Linked DNA regions of Mus musculus: all the other regions are linked to region 2. A link is a contact called in public ChIA-PET and HiChIP or PLAC-seq data. All regions are on one chromosome and are shown on one strand. Each heading gives the region's core, a stretch centred on a gene start, on an enhancer-like site or on the middle of the called end of the contact. The rest is flanking DNA. Distances are from core to core; before and after follow the strand shown.

Region 1 (3,044 bases), core at 411-2,910, 130 kb after region 2:
TTCTTCTCTCTGGTTCTCCATATCCTCAATTCTGCTATAGCCTGAGGTAATATTTTCCAGTGCATTTTACTCTCTAACATTTCATGAAGAGAGTTCTTGCAATTTTAAGGGCTGTGATTTTATAGACAAATGTCTGAAAACATACTTCATTTTACCAACTATAAAATGGGGCACAAGAGGAAACTCTCTCCATTCCTTTGGTATGTCCTGTTTGCGATTGACATTTAGTCATTTATTTGCTATGACAATAGCCACTTGATTTTTTTTATTGGATATTTCCTTTATTTACATTATCCCCCTTCCTGGTTTCCCTCCAAACTGGAAACCCCCTATCCCATCCCCCATCCCCTGTTTCTATGAGGGTGTTTACTCACCCAATACTGCTTCACTCCCCATCCCCTGACATTCCTCTACATTGGGGCATCGAGTCTTCACTGTACCAATGGCCTCTTCTCTCATTGTTGCCTGACAATGCCATCTTCTACTACATACGTGGCTGGAGCTATGATGGGTCCCTCCATGTGTACTCTTTGGTTGGTGGTTTCATCCCTGGGAGCTCTGGGGCATCTGGTTGGTTGATATTGATGTTCTTCCTATGGGGTTGCAAACCCTTTCAGCTCCTTCAGTCCTTTCTCTAATTCCTCCATTGGGGACTCCATGTTCATTCCAATGGTTGGCTGTGAGCATCCACCTCTGTATTTGTCAGGCTCTGGCAGAGCCTCTCAGGAGACAGCTATATCAGTCTCCTGTGAGCATGCACTGCTTGGCATCCACAATAGTGTCTGGGCTTGGTGACAGTATATAGGGTGGATCCCCAGGTGGGACAGTCACTGGATGGCCTTTCCTTCAGTCTATGCTCCACACTTTATCACCATATTTCCTCCTGTGAGTATTTTGTTTCCCCTTCTAAGAAGGACCGAAGCAGCCACACTTTGGTCTTCCTTATTTTTGAGCTTCATGTGGTCTGTGAATTGTATCTTGGGTATTCTGGGTTTTGGGTTAATATCCACTTATCAGTGAATGCATACCATGTGTGTTCTTTTGTGACTGGGTTACCTCACTCAGGATATTTTCTAGTTCCATCCATTTGCCTAAGAATTTCATGAAGTCATTGTTTTTAATAGCTGAGTTGTGTAAATATACCATTGTGTAAATATACCACATTTTCTGTATCCATTCCTCTGTTGAGGAACATCTGGGTTGTTCTAGCTTCTGGATATTATAAATATAGCTGCTATGAACATGATGGAGCATGTGGAACACCTTTTGGGTATATGCCAAGGAGTGGTATTGCTGGTTCCTCAGATTTTGGATGTACATGTATTTTAAATGTAGTTTAAAGGTTTTTTTAAACTTTGATTTACATCTAGAATGCTTGGCTTATATCTCCTTATATGGGACATGTCAGGGCCAAAAGAAATTTGTTTCACATAGACCTTACATATACAACCTGATCATAATTTTATACAATACTGTTGATAATTCTGTGCATGAAAAGTTATGTGTATTGAAGGATATTTGTACTATAGATCAAGTGTGGCATCTTTTATTTTCAGTTACTTGGGTGATGCTTAATTTGTGTATACGGCAGAGTTACCCAGTGTGCCTCTGAGTCCTCTGTGGTTGCCCTGTGCTCCACCACTGTGATGCAGTCTGCAGAACTGGAGCCTCTCATCTTACCCAGCTTCTCAGACACCTTCTTCACTGGGTTCAATGTTTCCTGTTGAAAACAACAAAACTGCTGTTTGGGCTTTTTTTTTTTTTTTTTTTTTTTGAGAGTCTGTTTTTGCATATCATACAGATACATTTTTGTTACTCTTTTTTTTTTTAAAGGAAAGCAATGTATGTTGATTCAAGGGTAGAAAAAAAGCTGAAAGATATTCTCTTGAGCAGGTGGCTCATGGTGAAAAAAAATCACTTCTGTTCAATGTTTACATGGGTTTGAACCATACTTTAAGATGGAAAAACAGAGGCAATTAGAGTTAAGTAACAACTGAATGTTTAACTTGTCTTCTTTGGTTTTGTCTTGTGTTTTTAACGGTTTGCTGAAATAATGGCCTCTTCTCTGGGCTCTCATTTGCTTTGCCATGGGTGTCAGATCTGTGTGGAGTTGCTCATACAAGAAAAGTGCCACTCCTTATGAAGTAACGATGTTAAGTTTTGGAAGTGCTTGATGGCTAAAGTGAAGGAAATCTGTATTTGAGGCTCAAATGATGGTATGACTTAGTCCTTCTGAATTTCAGTCACTTTATGTGTAGTAGTGGAGATAAAGGTAGAGAACATTATGATTGTCAGTAAAACAACACCATTGTGATAAAAGGTGGTGATGGTTACTGCTGCCAATGCTTACTAAATAGGCTTTTATATGTTTATTAATAAATACCATTCAATGTAAATTGTATGGTAGAGATTGGCATCTTATGGCAACTGATAATAGCTCAAAGCAAACCATTTCCTGGATCTTGATTCTTGGTGATAATACTTCATCTTCTTTGTTTCCTGAGTTCATTTGTTGCCTGTATTGATTCTCTATCCCAGTGGAGCTGGATTTGAGAACTGCATTAAAAATATTAACCAAAAGAGGCTGTTTTTTAGGCAAATGTGTAATGAAGCTTCGGATGGTCCCAAATGGTATTTGCCAGTGGCTATTCATCATGACCAGTGCATAATTTTTCAGGAAGTGAGACTGGAAACGTCAGAAAAAGATATGATTTCTCGTTTTATGGATGCACAGGGAACATTCAACAACTCAACCTACTATGAGGTGGGAGGTCATTGAGTCTATTTAGTAGTGGGAGTGTGTTACACATACAGTGTCTTTGTAGTAATCTTTATAATCAGGACCCATTGTTCACCACCATGATATTGTTTTCTCCATCATTAGGCAGAGAGGCAAAACTTCTTTAGTCTGTGACTGAATGTTCCCAAATGGAAAGTAGCCAGAAAGGTGCTGTCAATTGTTCTGATTCAGAAGGGATCTTGTACAGTGATCTTTTGTCTGTGCTTTCTGAAGAAAATTTAATTTTAAACTATCATATTTGTTT
Region 2 (2,799 bases), core at 216-2,715:
AAGCAGATTATAGTGTCTCTGTGCCAAATTTCTCTCTTCGAGCTAAGGACAAATGGGTTTCAAAACAGTAGCATTTCTATCCCTGGCGTAAGTGGACCCCGGGGCTGTTTACTGCCAGGTATAGAAGTCGGGTGGGTATCTCGGGAGGTTGAGATCATCTGACACAGAACTGGAGTCTGGACAAGGCAGAAGCCAGTGGCTCCTTCAGAAGACCTTGTAGCTTACCTCTCTGCTTACACAGGATAGTGCCTGCCTGCTCTCTGGCTGCTGTCCCAGCCATGACTGCCCTCTTCCCAGGCACTAACTGAGCAGTCCTGCCAACTTCTTATACAGCAAGGTGATGCCACAGCTCCTTGGGATCGTCTGCAGACTGAACCCCAGAGCCCTCCAGATCACAATTCAACCAGCTTAGAGAAAATTCTCCTGGCACATTTCCATCAAGATCAGTGAATGAAAGCTTCTCTAGGGTAGAGCTGGGAGTGGGAGAGAGAAGGCCTGAATCTATTACCATGTTAGTAAACCGCAGAGCTCTCCACTTGACCATCTATTCACTGGTCTAACAAATATTTACCAAAGGCCATCAGCTGGCTACCCCTGAATGGAGATCTTTGAACACAGAGAGAAGCAAACACAGGGCTTCAACAATACATCCTTTAAAGTGTATGAATGGCTTGTTCCCAAGTCCCTCTCATTCGATGTCCCTGCTTATCAAGAACATGTTTTAGGAAGGGACATAAACTTCCTGTCCTCTCCCTGGCCACCAATCCCCACAGACCCTCCCCCATGTGGGTGGATTTCCCCATGTAAGGGGGACTCTAGTCTTCTGAGGTGATCCCTGTTCACAGGCCCCTGTCCCTGTCTGAGCATACAGTCTTCAAGACAGTTACACAACATCCTTGGGTAGCAGGCTACCTATACACAAGGTTGGTCCCATCTATTGTATCAGAACCAAACTCTCTAGAAAGGACCATTTACATCTGAGATATTTGAAAGGATTTATTTTTAAATATACTAAAGTTCAAAGGGAGTGAAACTAAACTTAGCCAGGGAAGGACAGGAAAGCTGGTTGCACTTATGTATGACATTCCAGGCTAATGTTCAAAGATAACAAGGGATTTTTGCAAGATAATGACTTAAGTTGCTTCTGGGGAGGGGGGAGTTTCAAAAGTTCCCAAAGTTGCTTCCATTTCCCTTCTCAACCATCTCTGCTTGCTCTTTGTTTGCCATGGGACAGTCACATCCTGTCAGCTTCAGTAGAGAGTCCTAGAAAGCCTGTGAACTCATTGATAGACTGAGAGTCTCTGGTGTTAAAAACTTCCACTCCCTCACGGGGATTTTTTGGAGTGGCTTTTAAATAACCCATGTCAGTGCAAAGCCTTTCCTTTCTGTGGGTGGAGGTGGAGGGAAGAGCATGCAGTCTGCTGGCTGCAAAAGACAGCTTTGTGTAGCAAGTCTCTGGGTCCGGCAGCTTAACCCACTTCCAGATTAGCCTCCAACCGGAAGCATAGACCTGTGGCTGAGGGGCTGAGAAAGGCTTGGATATTTAAATGCTTTAATTGCTTCCCAACCTTGGGGATTTTTCTCTTTCGTTTTCTGCCAAGTGGCACACATATTTCAAAATGAAAACCAGCCAATGAGGTTAAAGAAGAGTCTGTCTTTGGTTTTCAGCTTCACAGTGAATTTCAACATCTCAATGATCGTCCTCCAAAGGTTTTAGGTCAAGCAGGCCAAGTAGCTGGTATCATGTCCTCGTTTGTCACAGGCTAGCTCTCCAAGAAAGGTAACTGTCCACTCCTCACCTTGTGAGTACTTACAAGATCAGTGTAGATGCATACAGGTCTAGAGCTCTCTAGACACCTCTGTAAGGAGACTCTGTCCACAACACAGGTGCTCCATCCTGGTGCAGGATGCAGTTAGCCTGCTCGCCAGCAGGCTTTTCTCTAAGATCACACTGGCCCTGCTGCTGCAGGGCAGAACCCAGCCGAGAACTCTGAAGACTGGAACTTCTCACAGTACTTCCCTACTCTGTACTGAGGGCCCCATCCATACCCACAAACACTTCCTGCTAGTTAAAATGGTTAAAATGATGAGCATGGCCCAGGGTCTTTCTAGGTGGGACTGATGTATCAAACCAAAGTACTTCTGCACCAAGAACTATCACTCAGCAATAAAGAGGGATGAATTATTAATACATGCAACAACTTGGATGGATCTCAAGAGATTTGTGCTGAGTGAAGAAAACCAATCTCAAAGGGTTGCACGATGAATGATTCCATTTCCATTCCATTCTTAAAAATGATGGCGTGGGAGAGGTGGAGAAAAGGGGAGCAGTTCCCTGGGTGAGGGAGCAGGGGAAGAGTGTGATTATAAAGGGACTGTGGCAGTGGTCACATACATCAACATATGAAAATGCTCATAATTAAATGCACATGCGTGCATGCGCGCGCGCGCACACACACACACACACACACACACACACACACACACAGAGAGAGAGTGAGCTCAGGTAAAATGGGGATGGATGTCTTTGTACTGTATCTCTCTAGGTTCCCTACCTGTGAGACTCCACTGCTATGGATCCTTTGCCTAAATGAAAAACACCTATGGTAGGACATCTAAGCATTTATAGTAATCAGACCACATCCCGGAAATCCTAAAGAAATCAATGTGCTCAGCAGTTGGAATTATATAAATCCTCTGACTTTCCCTTTCGCATTTTATTTCTCAATTTGCAACATATAATATTGCACATGTATCATGCTAGCTACAACTGGAGGAGTTCACTGCTCTCTTAAACAC
Region 3 (3,035 bases), core at 332-2,831, 170 kb after region 2:
TACTCCCTATAAGCCTATGGTGCTCCTTTTTATTGGAACAACCACATTGGGGGACAATTTAAGAATGGCCACTATTTATACGCACTTTTCGAAACCTATTACTGACAGGCTTTTAAGTATTTGAAATGGCAGAAAAGTAACAACAAGCCCTCTTGCCGAAGCCCTCATTCACTCTGTGACTCTCAAGGCTGTGAACAATGTTTAGGATGATTTAGCACCAACATGCACTTCCATAGTTCACTGTGAGCGTCTGTTCCTTTGCCTTGCAGTCGCCACTTGCCAGTCTGAGAGCTCTGTGAAAACAGGAAGAAATAACAGGTCATAAAACCACAATTGGAAATTATGACAATTATGACAATCCTGACCAGTCTTTTACCTCTTGGGACAAGGTATAGAACAGTTGTTCCCACCTGGCTGACCGTCAGTTATATTTTCTCTCCTCTACAAAGTTGGTTCCTTTTGACTTTTATACTTTCTCCCATCTCTTCAGCTGCTCTCCAGACTCGACACAGTCACTCTTGCTAGGATCTGCTCTCACCGATACAGGCTGCAGTATGAGCTGTGACCTCTGATATGACAAGAGCAATCTCATGCACGTAAACCTGTGAATTCTTTTGGAACTTTGTGCCCCTCTTTCACATCCAACTTCCCTTTAGCAGTACAACTTGGATAAGCTATTTAAACACAGTACTTCTGTTATAGTGTAATATTGGAATACCAGCTATGCTCCTATCATTGGGTTTTTCTGGGAAGCTTCCATATTAATACATATAAAGAAACTAGAAAAGGGTCTACTGTATACTTCGAAGGCTCCAAAAATAGTGGAAGCTACCATAGCAACCATCCTAATCACCATCGTTTTTTTCTTCTAGTTTACTCTGTGACTTGACATTACTGGCCAGGAGCAATGAAATAACACAGAGCAAAGCAATGAACAACTGGAACAAAGGTTGAGAAAAATATAGACTGGGTGAACCTGAAATATAGTCAGTCCAGGAAGATAAAGAGCTAATTAACTCCAGAGAATGGGCTGCATACAACACCTACCAAAGCACCAATTGTGTTCTTAAATGGTGCCTTGTCTTAGCACGTTTGCCCTTTGCAAGATGCATTGTATGCGTACACTTTCTTAGAGACCAAATTTTCTGTTCCTATAAAACGTGATGGCAGCAGTCATGGCCCTAACTCAGACAGAAACAATCAGTGTGGACCCTCTTCTTAAATCGGAGCTGTGCGGCCAACAGTGATTAGAAAAAGAGCACAGACACTGTCAGAATAATGAATTTAAGCAAAAGGGAAACCTCAAGATGAGGAAGATTATCGAGGTGCAGAGGCTGAGCTGTGTGAAAAAATGAAAGAGAAAGAAAGAGAGGAAGGGGGAGGGGGAGGGGGAGAGGGAAAGGGACAAGGGACAGGGAGGGGAAGGAGATCTCATTCACTGATAATGGGAGAAATAACTTGCTGATGTCTAATGTGGTGTGGGGAGCAGACAGAAACAATGGATGTTTAGGTGAGAGCTGAACATTTCAAGGTCATTTGTGGGTCTATGACAGAAGGAGACCATGACTCTCTTCAAGCTCAAACAGGAAGAAAAAGAAACCAAGCTACAGATCAGGCAGAGAGATTAATATAGAGAATCAAATGGCAGTGTTAGAGCCAAATGGAGGGTTGAAAATGAACAGTGTGATGGAAAATTATGCTAGGAAGCCACTCCTCAATCCTAAGCTTAGGTGCTTTGGGGATCAAGGTGGATGAAGAAAGAAATGGTGAGGGCTGCAGAGACAGCTCAGCAGTTAAGAGCATCTACTGCTCTTATAGTGGACCCAGGTTCAGTTCCAGGACCCACATCATGTAACTGCGTGATAACTAGAGTTTCAGAGGATCTAATGCTCTCTTCTAGACTCAGGGCACTTACATATATAGGGCAAGTATGCATACATACACACACACACACACACACACACACACACACACACACTCATGCACACACACACACACACACACATATAAATATACATACTCAGGCACACACATATTAATAAAATAAATAAATATATTTTTTAACTTTTTGTTCTTTTTTATTATTTTCTTTTATTACATTTCAAATGTTATCCCCTTTCCTAGTTTCCCCTCCGAATATTTCCTATCCCCTCCCCCGTCCCCCTGCTCACCAACCCACCCACTTTTGCTTCCTGGCCCTGGCATTCCCCTATATTAGGGCATAGAACTTTCACAGGACCAAGGGCCTCCCCTCCCATTGGTGAATGACTAGGCCATCTTCTGCTACTTATGCAGCTGGAGCCCTGAGTCCCACCATGTGATTTCTTTGATTGGTGGTTTAGTCTCAGGGAGTTCTGGGGGTACTGGTTAGTTCATATTGTTGTTTCTCCTTTGGGGCTGCAAACCCCTTCAGCTCCTTGGGTTCTTTCTCTAGCACCTTCACTGGGGACCCTGTGCTCTGTCCAGTGGATAACTGTGTATTTGCCAGGCACTGGCAGAGCCTCTCAGGAGACAGCTACATCAGGCTCCTTTCAGCAAGCTCTTGTTGGCATCTGCAATAGTGTCTGAGTTTGGTGATTGTTTATAGGATGGATCCCCAGGTGGGGCAGTCTCTGGATGGTCATGCCTTCAGTCTCTGCTCCAAACTTTATCTCTGTAACTCCTTACATGGGTATTTTGTTCCCCCTTCTAAGAAGGATCGAAGTATCCACAGTTTGGACTTCCTTCTTCTTGAGTTTCATGTGTTTTGCAAATTGTATCTTGGGTATCCACTTATCAGTGAGTGCATATCATGTGTGTTCTTTTGTGATTGGGTTACCTCACTTAGGATGATATCCTCTAGATCCATCCCATTTGTCTAAGAATTTCATAAATTAATTGGTTTTAATAGCTGCATAGTACTCCATTGTGTAAATGTACCATATTTTCTGTATCCATTCCTCTGTTGAGGGACATCTGGGTTCTTTCCAGCTTCTGGCTATTATAAATAAGACTGCTATGAACATAGTGGAGCATGTGTCCTTCTTAACAGTTGG

Evidence for each region. HiChIP or PLAC-seq counts read pairs in DNA pulled down with a chosen protein or histone mark. ChIA-PET counts read pairs in DNA pulled down with a chosen protein or histone mark.
Region 1: a CTCF HiChIP or PLAC-seq map of CD8 T cells shows a contact between it and region 2, with 7 read pairs. The contact joins two enhancer-like sites. A contact is called at or near these places in 2 of 39 promoter capture datasets (the 3T3-L1 cell line and embryonic stem cells), 1 of 15 datasets of contacts at CTCF or cohesin (CD8 T cells), 1 of 484 Hi-C or Micro-C datasets (nephron progenitors) and 1 of 115 datasets of contacts at active chromatin or transcription factors (CD8 T cells).
Region 3: a contact with region 2 is called in an RNA polymerase II ChIA-PET map of memory CD8 T cells, with 404 read pairs. The contact joins two enhancer-like sites. A contact is called at or near these places in 2 of 484 Hi-C or Micro-C datasets (Th1 cells and macrophages), 4 of 115 datasets of contacts at active chromatin or transcription factors (CD8 T cells, effector CD8 T cells, memory CD8 T cells and 1 more) and 2 of 9 other capture datasets (adipose tissue and liver).

Annotation. Positions count from the first base shown.
Region 1 is chr7:74,662,366-74,665,409 of GRCm38.p6, forward strand. No RefSeq gene overlaps it. Among named protein-coding and RNA genes, the nearest start is that of Gm39037, 38 kb to the left of the region's middle. Within about 2 kb of position 1,661, at least 10 of the 459 cell types and tissues checked have an H3K27ac peak or open chromatin away from gene starts, as enhancers often do. A contact at or near this core is called in CD8 T cells, where this site is marked.
Region 2 is chr7:74,528,111-74,530,909 of GRCm38.p6, forward strand. The region is part of intron 1 of Slco3a1 (solute carrier organic anion transporter family, member 3a1); the gene reads right to left. Among named protein-coding and RNA genes, the nearest start is that of Slco3a1, 25 kb to the right of the region's middle. Within about 2 kb of position 1,466, at least 47 of the 459 cell types and tissues checked have an H3K27ac peak or open chromatin away from gene starts, as enhancers often do. A contact at or near this core is called in CD8 T cells, Th1 cells, memory CD8 T cells and 1 more, where this site is marked.
Region 3 is chr7:74,696,585-74,699,619 of GRCm38.p6, forward strand. No RefSeq gene overlaps it. Among named protein-coding and RNA genes, the nearest start is that of Gm30459, 68 kb to the right of the region's middle. Within about 2 kb of position 1,582, at least 26 of the 459 cell types and tissues checked have an H3K27ac peak or open chromatin away from gene starts, as enhancers often do. A contact at or near this core is called in CD8 T cells, Th1 cells, memory CD8 T cells and 1 more, where this site is marked.